Regions from separate parts of the Hordeum vulgare genome. Here region 1 is linked to region 2. A link is a contact called in public Hi-C data. All regions are on one chromosome and are shown on one strand. Each heading gives the region's core, a stretch centred on a gene start, on an enhancer-like site or on the middle of the called end of the contact. The rest is flanking DNA. Distances are from core to core; before and after follow the strand shown.

Evidence for each region. Hi-C and Micro-C count contacts between places; a contact is called where the count stands out from the background.
Region 1: a contact with region 2 is called in a Hi-C map of leaf, with 2.4 times the contacts expected there. The contact joins the enhancer-like site here to the promoter of LOC123443852 in region 2. A contact is called at or near these places in 2 of 6 Hi-C or Micro-C datasets (leaf and seedling) and 1 of 1 datasets of contacts at active chromatin or transcription factors (embryo).

What each region holds. Positions count from the first base shown.
Region 1 is chr3H:358,038,443-358,045,513 of MorexV3_pseudomolecules_assembly, reverse strand. No RefSeq gene overlaps it. Among protein-coding and RNA genes, the nearest start is that of LOC123439955, 88 kb to the left of the region's middle. Within about 2 kb of position 3,658, at least 2 of the 3 cell types and tissues checked have open chromatin away from gene starts, as enhancers often do. A contact at or near this core is called in leaf, where this site is marked.
Region 2 is chr3H:357,806,376-357,812,848 of MorexV3_pseudomolecules_assembly, reverse strand. LOC123443852 (probable inactive receptor kinase At2g26730) reads left to right here and starts at 2,312. Exons shown (of 2, transcript XM_045120391.1): 1 at 2,312-3,843. The coding sequence starts at 2,478.

The sequences.
Region 1 (7,071 bases), core at 2,409-4,908, 230 kb before region 2:
GCCTCCATGCAGACCAAGCCGAGCAGCATATGGCCCACCCCAGCAGACCAGTAGGGTTCGCTAACATTTTCCCACTCCTTAAAATTCAGCTTGACCTCAAGTGGATGCCATGGAAAACGTCCTAGATCCCATGGTACTTGATGCTTCATGACTTCGTTGAGGTTGTGGTGGGTGCGGTAGTTGAGGCGGAACCTGGCAAGGTTGAGGTAGCAGATGATACTGACTTGCTCAAGGAAGTAGTCGTTGTTGATGTTCACTTGGCCGAACGAAGCGTCGAGGTAGTAGTGTTTGGTTAACATAGACTTGGTTGAAGTAGTAAGCCTGGTCGAGGTCCTGGTCGCAGCAGTAGGATGGAGCTGCATCATTTCTCCTTCCTTTTGATCCCGCTTGTTTGTTGTGTCTAGCAAGTTCCAGGAGCAATTGAACATCTAGCGTTCTTGAGAGAAAAGTCACTTGTCTAGAATCACAATATCATAGCAAGTAATCCAGTAGGGAGGGACTATTTTTGTCCATGACTGAATTTGTTGCATGAACAAGTGCCCACAAGATGCATGACCAAAGTGCAGATGTGTTTTGAATCACCCGCAAAATGTCAATCCAGCTAGACCATGCAAATTTCCATAGAGAAACAGAACCATAGGGAAAAATCATTCCATAAGTTACAGGTGCACAGTAGTAAAACTGAATCTGCTGCCGATGAAAATGGTGGAGATCGCCAACATCAGTCATGGAGAACTCGCGATGAAGCTGCGAGATAATGTGGCAGAGCAGGGATATGGAGCTAGCAGTCAAGATAATGTCATGGACATAGAGGAGGAGGTAAGTGGTGTCACCATCACGGTTGAGGATGAACAATGATGTGTCGCACTTGGAGGCGGCAAAGCCGAGGAGAGCGAGGTGGTTGGTGAAGCGCTGGAACCACGCGCGTGGAGCCTGTTTGATCCTGTAGAGCGAGCGATGCAGGCAGCACATATGGGACAGCCGTGAGGCATCGACAAAGCTGGGCGGTTGTTGGCTATAGACGATGGCGTCGAGGTGGCCGTGAAGAAATGCGTGCTTCAAGTCGAATTGGTGAACGGGCCAGTCAGTGGAGGCGACGAGGCGAAGGATGACGCGGATTGTTTCCGGCTTGACGACGGGGCAGAAGGTCTCCTCGAAGTCGACGTCATGTTGTTGTGTGAAGCCGCGGAAGACCCATTGTGCCTTGTAACGAGCGAGAGATCCGTCGAGGTTCATCTTGTGGCGAAAGATCCACTTGTCCGTCACTAGGTTAACACCTGCAAGAGGAGACACCAACGACCAAGTATCTTTTTGTAACAAAGCATTATATTCCTCCAACATCGCATTGTACCAATTTGGATCCTTAAGGGCCTGTTTGTAGGAGGAAGGGAGCGGGGATATGCGATCGGTTGTGATGGAATGGTGGAACAGTGCTTTGGGTTGGAGGAAACCGGACTTGGCTCGGGTACACATGCTGTGGTTGTTTTTGGGCGGGACAGCTGGGATGGCGCGAGGCGGAAGAGGTGAAACGGGTGGAGAGGTAGGCGGGGACACAGCCGGCAAGCTCGCACGCGTGGGAGCGGACATGGGTGTGGCACGAAGGGGGTGCATGAGGTGGGAGGTGTTGGTTGGTTGCATGGCGAGCTCTGAGCGGAGTGGCTCCATGAGTCGGGCGGGGAGTACGAGTCGGACGCATCACGGTTGGGTGGTGGGGGCAGCTAGAGAGGGTGCGGTGTGTAACACCCCAAAAATTTAACCATGATTTTATTACAAAAATTTGGTCATAATTATTTAAATATTTATTTCTGGGTTTTCAGTTGATTTCAGATCCACTTCATTCCTCTGGATTATAATAATTTCTCCTCCTAGTAGAAGTTTTTGAAAAGTATGATATGACTTGAGTGCTTGCCTCATTAATTTTCCTTTCATTTGGCAAGTCTAGTGAAGGCCTTTTTATAAATATTTTTCCAAGCTTCACTTATTCAAAAATTGCTCTTTAATTCTTTTAAAGACCTAATTTGCACTACAAACATTTGGTAACTTATTTTAAAAATTTCACAAAAAATTGTAGATGACCTAGGATGTCCATGGATCAATTTTATGCAAAAACCTAGCCAAGTGTTTTGAAAAACTTGAGCATATTATCTTCTTTTCTTGTCTGGTCCAGTTGGTATTTTGAACTACAACCACTAGACCTAATCTTTCAAAAATGCTACAAAAATTGGGAGATTTCAAGGGAAGTATGTAAATCACTTTTATGCAAAAAACCCACTTTGGTGTTTTGAAAATTTTGATCACCACATCTCCTTTTCTATTCTCGACCTTTTAGCAGTTTGCACTGCAACCCTTTTATTTTCGTCCCCGAAGCCTTTGAGATTTTTACTGCTTGTAGAGCACCATACCAAACCCTTAATCCAGAAGTTTAGCCCCATTGGCATTGTTTGAAACCATCCTAAAACCCCATTTTGTTTTTGTAAAGAAAGTAAATTTTGCAAAACTTGCACTAGGAAGTTTTTATTTTGCCCAAACCAACCATGCCATCATTCTCATCATTCAAAGAGACCCCAACCTGAGAATTTTGAACACCAACAAGGTTGTCTTGATGCCCATGGCATTCTATCGAGCACTTAGTGTGCGTGGATAGAATTGACATTATTATAGAATTGCATTATGTATTTGCCCCAGTGACCAAACCACCATGTCCACTAGCCCTAGATCACCCTCGTCAATGGATCTGGTAAATTTCATTGGCATCCTAAGACATTAGTTGCCCCGGGCCTTTAGTTGAGCACTTGGTGGGCATGTCTAGAGCACGGCGAGAGCACGCATTTTGCACGTGCTGCACAGGAGCCGCCGCACCCACCTGCACTCTTTCTGTGACGCCCCCATAGTGACAGCCGCAGTCTTCCCTCGCTGGCACTGCTGACCTCCCTTGTTGCGCGCCTACAGTGTGTACCGCGGCAATGGCAGCACCACCAAAGCCGCTACTCCCGCCAGCTCGCCCCTGCGCCCGTCCTCTCCCCTCGTCCGCTAGCTCAGCCCCAAACTGGACACCCCCTCGACCTTCCCGTGCGTCGCCACATGCTTGTAGCGCCAGAAACGGTCGGCCGTCGAGTTCATCCACGGCCACGGCAGAACCGACCTCGATGCGCTATAAATAGGGTGCCCCAAGCTCGCAGCCGAAGCACGAGCCCTCCATTAAACCGCAGGAGCCCTCGAGTTGAGCCAATTGAGACCGAGAGGGCCATCCCCTTCGTCTCTGATACAAATGGCCGCTGGCACCATTAGGTCAAATTCGCCCTGACCGAAGCGCATCCCCTTCCCTCTCTTGCTCCTATAGCCCCGTGGAGCTCCCATGGATCCATCCTAATGCTGATTTTAGCGAGGGGAGCACCAAAGAGAGATGCCCGCTTTTGGTTCCGCCGGAGCTTCTCCGGCGAGCTCGCTACCGGCGATTCAGCCCCCTCTCGCGACCTCGCTGCCCCTCCGCAGGATCACCGTGACCTCCCAAGCACCCCCATGTACTCGCCCCCCCTCGAGGGAAGCCTCCCCTCACCGGCGTTGGTTGTCGAAAATCCGTCCTGGTTCTGTCGCGGAAGGAGGAAACCAGTCAAACCTGACCTCTGGGCCAGGCGGGCCCACTTTTAGTGAGTTGTGAGTCATGCGTGCGCTGGATAAGTGGAGAGGCCTTTCCGTAGAGTACGTTTTCTCCATGCGTTTGCATACTCCTCTCCGAACCGTTTTTATTTTCTGATTTATTTTGAACAGAACTTTGACCAAACTTTGACTTGCCCTAACTTCTAAAATAAAACTCCAAATGAGTTGATTCTTTTTCTCACTTCTTTCAAATTTTATCTAGTTTATTTTATTATTTATTTGAAAAGTTTCTAAGATAACTTTTTGTACTGTTTTTAAATTATGTGTTAATTAGAATATTTTCAAAAATAGGATATTGAGAGAGGAGTAAACTTTCAAAAGTTTTGGAGTGTAACCTACCTCTCTACACTTGGAGGCAAGCATTGTGATCTTGGGTATATTATGCTTGTGTGTGAATTGTTGTCATGGAGGAATATTGCTGTCATGTTAAAATAGTAATGATATTTCATGTGGTGATATAATGATGCACATGAGTACATGGTGAGAAATTATTTGTGGTACATATAGAGATACATGTGATAGTAGTCACTCCTTCCCGCCATGCATGCCTACAAGATGGGATCTGAGAAGAGTCGGTGTGTCGGAAAGACATGACCCTGGGGACTGACATCTTGTAGGACGAGGATGGTCAACGAGGCATGTTGGGGTATGAAAGGTGGTGATTCTGTTTGGAATCCTGAAACACTTTTGTTGTGCTAATCATGTAGGGAATAACTTAAACCTCCTAAGTAGATCGTAGATCGAGTCTTGTCAGTGTGTCACCTTACCCTTTCATGCCACCATAGGTCTTCCTAAAAGGGAATATGGTTCAGTAAGTCGTAAATCTATTATCAGTTACACACTAAGTAGAGGGCTGGGATGAAGGTATCCGGGGCACTGGAATAAAACCAGTCGTCCAATCAGGGGGCATGGGCGTTTCTAGTCTGGGACCGAGAGGGGAAGAGCTCTCCCCTTGTAGCGCGCGGTATAAATTCGATCCCATGCTAGTCGAGGTTGGAGCCTACCGTCTTATGATTTTTCTCTCGCAGCGTAGTCCGAGTGATACCGGTCTTAGCAGGGGAAATGGGTGTGTACTGGTTGTGAGTGTTTACTTCTGAGATACCATACGCGGGATTATTCTGAGTGAATATTGAAACCCGTGGGTTGTGGGTAAAGAGTACACCCTCTACAGAGTCAAAACTATTCGAGTAGTCATGTCCATTGTCAAGGGCGACTGGTTCACAGGTCAAGTGTCGGTTTGAGTGTTGGTCTTGAGAGGAAGTTAACCTGATCATGAGAAAATCGTGAAATATGGTGGATGATAAAAATTATTATTTTAGCATGGATTAACATTTATGATACATGAGTGTTGAATATCCCTGGGACGGTTCTACCTCCTCGATATTCATTGTTATTATTTCTTATAAGCCGTTTATGTGGTGTCGCTCACACGCCCGACTGTGGCATGCTTGTTATTATTTCATATAAGCCCTTTATGTGGTGTCGCTCAGACGCCCGACTATGGCATGCATGTTATTATTTCTTATAAGCCCTTTATGTGGTGTCGCTAAGACGCCCGATTGAGGCATGATTTATATCTTATCATTTTGAGGCGTCGCTCCACACACCCGATCGTACTATTTTCTTGTTCTTGGAAATATTTGGGAGGACTAGCACCCGATGTTCCAATAAATATTTATTTCATTGATTTCTTATTAAATTCTCGGTATGGTTAAAATATGTGTATACCTACACTTAGGAGTTGGCTTATGAGTAACAAAATATCATTGAATTATTTCAAGTGCATATCAACCACCAGCTATTTTATGTCTGGTTTCATGATGTTTGCGAGTACATTCAAGGTACTCACTAGCTTGTCCCTCGCTATTGTCTTGGCCAGATTTCACACTAGAGAGGAGGATCCCGACGATAGCCCCGAAACCTAGGCACCTAAGACAGCAGCCACGTAAGATAGGAATTATCCAGGTCAGTTGTTCATGTGGGAAATGGAGTCCCATAGACACTGGAGATCCCCGAACCGCTTCCGCCATCAACCAGTAGCAATCTTTTGATGTACTCCATAGACCATCTTGGTATTGTACTTCAAATTTGTAATTTGCTTGGACGTTTCTATCAAGGAATTGTGTACCAGCTAACAGTATTCCCGGGGCTGGTATGCACAAGGGTCATTTTGATGGGAATTTAAAATCATAGAAAAACCGGCACTAACACGGTGATTGTGGGGATGGGGCGGATCCCGAGGAGAAGCTCGTGGGCCGGACCAGGCAGGGAGGAGGTGGGATGATGCGGCGGGTGTGGATGGATTTGCGGCGGGCGTGGGTGGATTTTCTATGTTAGGCATGGGTGTGGTGAAGAGAAAATGGGTTTCGTCAAAGATAACATGCCTGGAGGTGATCACTTCTCGTGTGTCTAGATCGAGTCACCGGTAGACTTTGTGTTCGAGGGGTAGGCCAAGGAGGACGCAAGGGGTCGATCGGGGTGAAAATTTATGTGGGGTGGTGGTATACAAGTGGGGTAGCACAAACATCCAAAGGTGTTTATGTGGGCATAGTTTGGGTGCGTGCCATAGAGCATGAAATATGGAGTGTTATGGTGGATGGCGCGAGAAGGGCAAACATTGAGAAGGTACGTGGCGGAGTGAAGGGCTTTGACCCAAACCTTGGGCGGCATGCTGGCATGAATGAGGAGCGTGTGAAGGATGTCATTACTGGAGCGGATTGCATGCTGGGCCTTCCCTTTTGGGTGATGTGTGCGGGCAGGAGAGACGAAGAGAGGTGCCACGATCATAAAGGAAGGAACACAGGGATATGTTGAAGAATTATCCACCGTTATCGCATTGTACACATTGTATGAGGACGTGAAATTGGGTGAGCATGACTGAAAAAGTGTTTGAGAACATCGACAACATCGGATTTGGCACGTAGGGGAAACGTCCATACAAAGTGGGAAAAATCATCCATTATTATTAAGTAATATTTGTAGCGAGAACAACTAGGGAGGGGAGGCGCCCAAAGATCACAATGAACTATTTGAAACGAAAAAGTGGTAAAAGAACTAGAGGATGAAAAAGGCAGCCGCACTGCTTCCCTAATTGACACGCCTTGCACGAAGTGGAGGTGGCAGGGAGTTTATTACAACCGGGAAGAAAATTAAGCGATATGCAGGAAAGATAGGCATTGTTGGGGTGTCCCAAGCAGTGATATCACAGGTTGACGGTGCCAACGAAGGACGTCGAGGAGCTGGGTCCGCCGCTCCGATAGAGGGGACCGAAAATATTGTCTCATTAGGGGGGTCTGTGTGGACCAGTCCTTCACGCAAAAACCGAGAGGATCAAACTCAACAGATAAAAGATTGCCATTGGATAATTGACGTACAGAGAGAAAATTTTGGACGATGTCAGGTGTAACGAGAACA
Region 2 (6,473 bases), core at 1,063-3,562:
CCTCCCACGATACCCAGCTGGTCTTCCTTTCATCGGGAGGCACAATCCACGGGGCAATTTAAAGCATGCCATAGAGAAAACCGGGACTGCTTGCGCAATGGACTTTATAAGAACTTCTTTCCCTCTTGAGGATAATATCTTTTCCATCCATCCTTTCACTTTATCCCAAAACCCTACCTTTCAGATATTTAAACGCCCCATTTTTGCTGCTGCCAACATCTGTGGGCATGCCCAAATATTTGTCATTCAGACTCTCATTGTGCACATTGAGAATGTTTTTGATACTCTCTTTCTCTGCATCTGAACACCCTTTGCTGAAGAAAATGGAGGACTTAGATTGGTTAATTCTTTGTCCCGAAGCGTTACAATAGGTTTCCAACAAAGAAGATACCATAGTAGCTCCCTGACAGCTCGATTTGAAAAACAGCAGGCTATCATCAGCAAACAGTAAGTGGCTTACCGACGGAGCCGTTGGTGCCACTTTAATTCCGTGAATAGGCGATGATTCATTGTGGTTTTTGAGGAGGCACGAAAGGCCCTCTGCTGCCAACAAAAAGAGATAGGGTGATAGTGGATCTCCCTGTCGAATTCCTCTCGTAGGACTGAATTGTTTAGTTTCTTCCCGTTAAATAAGACTGAGAACGTAACTGAGCTCACCATCCGCATGATAAGATCAACCCAAGATGGTGCAAAACCCAGTTTGGTCATCATAGCGCTCAGATATGTCCATTCCAACCGGTCATATGCTTTCATCATGTCTAATTTCAAGGCACAAAACCCATTCCTCTTCGATTTGCTTCGTTTCATAAAGTGCAGACATTCATAAGCAGAAATTATGTTGTCTGTAATGATTCTTCCTCCAACAAAAGCTGATTGTTCTTCGGATATGATCTCAGGGAGGATGGATTTCAATCTATTTGCTAGGACCTTGGATGCTATTTTATAAAGGACATTACAAAGACTGATAGGACGGAATAGGGTGAGGAGTGTGGGGCTTGTTACCTTTGGTATCAATACCAGAATAGTTTCGTTCAGTATGGCCACATCATCTTCTCCTCTCAGAATTTTTAAGGTGACTGCAGTGATGTCGGTGCCACATACATTCCAGTGGCGTTGGAAAAAATGGGCTGGAAATCCATCAGGCCCTGGCGCTTTGGTGGGTGCCATTTGAAATAAAGCTTCCTTCACCTCTTCTTGAGTAAACTCTGATGTAAGCAGATTATTCATCTCCGGGGTAACTTTACGTGGAACCCTGTTAAGTACGTCCTCCATATTGGATATACCTTCGGATGTCTAAAGATGTTTGTAGAAATCGGTGATCATATGCTCTAGCTCAACAGCATTATCAACTGTAGTACCATCCTCACGTACCAGAGACTGGATTCTGTTTTTGCGTCGACGCTTGCATGCCCGTAGATGAAAGAACTTTGTATTTCTGTCGCCCTCTTTGAGCCATGATACCCGAGACCTTTGACGCCACATCACCTCTTCTGTGAAATAGAGCTCGGACAGTCTATCCCTGATTTTTTATTTCAACTCTAGAAGGTTGGGTACGTGTTTGATCTGCTCGTAGGTTTGCTAGATCTCCATTCAGACGTTTTATCTCCTTCCGGACGTTACCGAAAGTATTTGTATCCCAGCGCCCGAGCCCTTTTGACAGCGCGTCTATCTTCCTTTTTAAATCTGCTGCTGAGACCACTCCAGAGCCCTGCCAATGTTGTTGCACCTCCTCTTGGAAACCATCATGCGATTCCCACATCATCTCATACTTAAAAGTTCGTTTCACGGGGTTGCTCAGTAGGCTTTCAGTTTCAAGCAAGATAGGGTTGTGATCGGATGTTGCTGCCACCTTGTGCACTAATCTGGCACTCGGGAATATAGACAGCCACCCCACAGTAGTTAAAGCTCTGTCTAAGCGTACGCGGGTATAGGTTCCTCCTGCGACCCTTCTTTCAAAGGTCCATCTCGGTCCAGTGAATCCTAGATCAGAGACCGCACACATCAACAGCATCACGGAAACCGTTGACCTGTGTCAAGCTGCGGTGGCTTGATCCTTCGTACTCGTCCAAGCGCAAGATCTCGTTGAAAATCCCGGAACCAACATGCTCGAACGCGTGAGGGTGACCCGGCCAGCCCAGAAACCAACAAGCCCAAACACATGGCTCGGCATCCACAGAAAGAATCAGATCACGAGGCAGCGCGGCACACGGACGCACGGACGCACACCCGACGCCGTCACGGACGCGCGCACTGTGGCAGTGTGTGTGCGCGCCATTTCGAGCCAGTGGCAGTGCGTCGTCGATGCCAGCTACTAGTCGCCAGTCAGTCACCGCATAAAACTCTCCCCGGCGCGCACATTCCCACTCCCTTCTTCCCCAAATCCACGCCCCCCAACAAATAAGCCGGCTCCGGCTCCGGCTCCGGCTCTGCTCCCCAATGCCTTCTTCATAGACGCGCCCACCCGTCCGTCCGTCGCAATGGCCGTGCCCCGCGCGTCCGCGGCGGTGCTGTTGGCGGTCGTCGCGTCGCTCGCATGCCTCGCCTTCGCGGAGCCGCCGCCGAGCGAGCGGTCCGCGCTGCTGGCGTTCCTCACGGCCACGCCGCACGAGCGGAAGCTCGGCTGGAACACCTCCACGCCGGCCTGCACCTGGGTCGGGGTCACGTGCGACGCCGCCCAATCCACCGTCCTGCAGCTGCGCCTCCCGGGGGTCGGCCTCGTCGGCGCCATCCCACCGGCCACCATCGCCCGCCTCCCCAACCTCCAGGTGCTGTCGCTCCGCTCCAACCGCATCATCGGGACCATCCCCGACGACTTGCTCCAGCTCTCCAGCCTCCGCGCCATCTTCCTGCAGAACAACATGATCTCCGGCGCCATCCCGGCGGGGGTCGCCAAGCTCGCCGCCCTCGAGAGGCTCGTCCTCTCCCACAACAATCTATCAGGCCCCATCCCCTTCGCGCTCAACAGCCTCACATCCTTGCGCTCTCTGCGCCTCCAAGGCAACCGCCTCTCCGGCAAAATCCCCAGCATCGCCAACCCGGAGCTCAAGGATTTCAACGTCTCCGACAACAGCCTCAACGGCTCCATTCCGCAGGCCCTCGCGCACTTCCCGGCGGACGCCTTCGCCGGGAACCTCCAGCTCTGCGGCAAACCGCTGCCCCCTTGCAGCCCATTCTTCCCGTCCCCATCGCCGGCTCCCGGGATGAGCCCGGGCGACGAGCCCGGGGCGGTGTCTAACAAGAAGAGGAAGCTCTCAGGCGCGGAGATTGCCGGCATCGTCGTGGGTGCCGTGGTCGTCGCCCTGCTCCTGCTTGCCGCCATCCTGCTCTGCGCGAGGTCCCGGCGGCGGAGAGGCGCCCGCGAGGGACAACCAAAGGGCACATCCGCGGCGGCGGTGGGGGAAGCAAGAGGAGTCGCTCCGCCGGCGTCCGGCATGACGTCATCGTCCAAGGACGACATGGGAGGCGGCACCTCAGGGTCGGCGGCTGCAGCGGCGGTGGCCGCCGGCGCCGGCACGGGGGAGGCGAGCCGGCTGGTGTTCCTGGGAAAGGGCGCGGGGTACAGCTTCGACCTGGAGGACCTGCTGCGCGCGTCGGCGGAGGTGCTGGGGAAGGGGAGCGTGGGGACGTCGTACAAGGCGGTGCTGGAGGAGGGGACGACGGTGGTGGTGAAGCGGCTCAAGGACGTGGCGGTGGCGCGGCGCGAGTTCGACGCGCACATGGAGGCGCTGGGCAGGGTGGAGCACCGCAACCTCCTCCCCGTCCGCGCCTACTACTTCTCCAAGGACGAGAAGCTCCTCGTCTACGACTATCTCCCCAACGGCAGCCTCTCCGCCATGCTCCACGGTCAGCCTACCATCATCATCATCATCTTGTTTTCTTTTCTGAAACCAAATATACGTCGCCGCCCGCCCTTGTCACCGTGATCGCCGTCGCACTCGCAGCATCACTGCTCACTGCATTGCCTGCTACCCGCTTTGCCTGGCTAGGATTGCTGCGTCGTGTGCGCCATCATAGGCAAAAATTAGGCCGGCGTCGCGCGAGAAATTCATCAATAAGTGATGGTACTACTCGTTCACGCTACCGACGGGGACACACAGAATGGCACCGTGCAGTGCAAGATTCTGCCGGAATTGTCCGGCATTGATGGTCGTCCGCAAGCAGGTGGCTACACCTACACCTAGGCTACATAGAACGGTAGATGCGCGGCAGTTTAATTACTGGAAAATTCCTCTCGCCATGGCGGAAAAGAGAGAGAATTCGATGTGACCAGCATGTGTCGGGGAAGTAGTTGTGGCGCGCTTTTTCCCTGCTCTCTCTCTCTCTTTTCGGCGATGTTCCTTTTTCTTTGATGGTCATTTGTTTTCTTCATCTTTTCTGTTGCGTCGTGGCTTTTCTCTGATGATGCCCAGCCCAAGTGTGGTCGGACTCGGAGGGAGTGGTGCGATGGCTGCGAGGTCTGGGCTGTAAAGCGATGATGGTCCTCAGCTCACCTCACCTCACTGCCTACGCCTACTCAGGCTGGCTGGGTGCGTGCCAAAAATAAAATGCTGGGTTTCACATTCCGATCCAGAAACGCAAACGCAATTTGCCGGGGCACATTGAATAGTATGAAAGGCTCCTCGTTTGGTGTACTACGTACTCTTGGCGCCATATCTGTCATTGCCATACAGTACATTTGGGGGCTGCTTCTGCTGTGGCCGTGGGAAATGCCCTCCGGTGCTAGTGCTAGTGCTAGTATGTACTACCCGTGTGCGCTGTTGGGCGTGTAAAGAGGTGCGCAAATGCTCCTCTACAAGGTACAAGTGCCATGTGCCGCGTCCCAAGTGTTGCCCCACTGTAAACCAAAGTCAATACCCTGGCAAGTGGAACAAATGCACGATGAAGCTAGTACTCCTATCTATCTGAGTAGGGCGTTTTGGAGATCGGCCTTCATGAAACCCTTTATTTGAAAAAAATTCAATTTTTTTGGTTTAAAAAAAACTGAAAAACAATATGCAACTACACAAGAATGAAATGTATATGTGTGCAAAAATCCAGGATGAAACGCCTTAAGATGCGATATGTGTAAAAAAGAACAAATTCATGTACTTTTATGATAAATAGTATCATGGGTTAAAAAGCCATAAATTTATCTTTTTTGCATATAACTCATTTCAATGTATTTTGTTTTAAAAATGTACACACATGTGTGTTATGCCTTCATGTATATCCGTATTTCTTTCAGATTTTTTAAAAATGTAAATATATGAGTTTTAATGAATTTTGGTCTTCATGAAGGCCGAGCTCCAAAAGTCATTTTCGCATCTATCTACTATAGTACGCATAGCAGCAAGTAGTACTACATCGACGTTTATGTTCATGCTACTAGTACATCTCATAGTACCTGGCAAGCATGCAAGATTGGGGGGTGGGGCTGCTCCAAGTAGAATAATGTTGGGTATGAGTTGTCGTGGTGAGCGGTGAGCGGTGAGTGCCGAACCACTTCCCCGCCATGATCCCACCTAAAAGTGCTCGCCTCTTACCCGGCTGCGCATGCCCTAATGGGAAAGGCCTTTTGGTCCTTCATGGAGTTTTTTTTTTTTCTTCAAAAGTTCGAAAATAATGGTTCCTATGTTTCAAAAGTTCTGAAAAATAAAAGAAAATCCACAGCATCATATAGGTGTATACTGCATGTGGGAAAAAAATTCATGACCAAAACGCTGCACTCGGCTGCTGCAAGCAGGCATTCACCTCGAGCCATGTCTGTGCCTCGTTGTCCCTCGCGGCCCTTTTTTCTTTTTCTTTTTTTTGCGGGGGACCCTCGCGGCCTTCTTAATTGCTTGCGATCAAAGCCTCACCTGCCCAGAAAAAAGGATAGATGATGATGACAGCCGAATGAACAGTCCGGTGGTTGCACGTTATTCATCATGCCACCATAAAATCAGCACGCCCTTTCTTAATCTACTGCACATGTGTGTGTGCGCGCGAGAGAGAGAGGTTGCAGTGGCCATATTACGTATACATGCTCTACTCTTGAGTTTAGAAGTTGACAGTATGAGATTTTGACTAATCTGAGGTCCTACGGCCGCAAGTGGCAAACTTGCATGTCCTCCGCGAATTCGTCCTCTGCTGGTCTCCACTACAGTATAGGACACATGGGTCCGTGGCCTCAGTCAATTCTGTCATCCACACATGACACATTATGGGTAGGCAGGGTAGCTTAGCACAAGCCAGTGCTACTGCTGCCCCTGCGGGGGTGGACCATTCTGCTGGATCATTGATCCCCGCTACCGCTACTTGCCAAAAACCGCAATCTTGCATGTGGGCCGTCCCTTGAGCAAAATAGCTATATGTGTGCTACCTTGCTCATTAGCTCTGTTTCTGTCATCACAAAAACCCTTTGTATATCGATGCTAGCGTTGGATTGTGTTTTTAAATGAGGAATCTGGTCTTCTCTCTTCTACGAGCATGATTACCAACTCTGTTTGTGACCT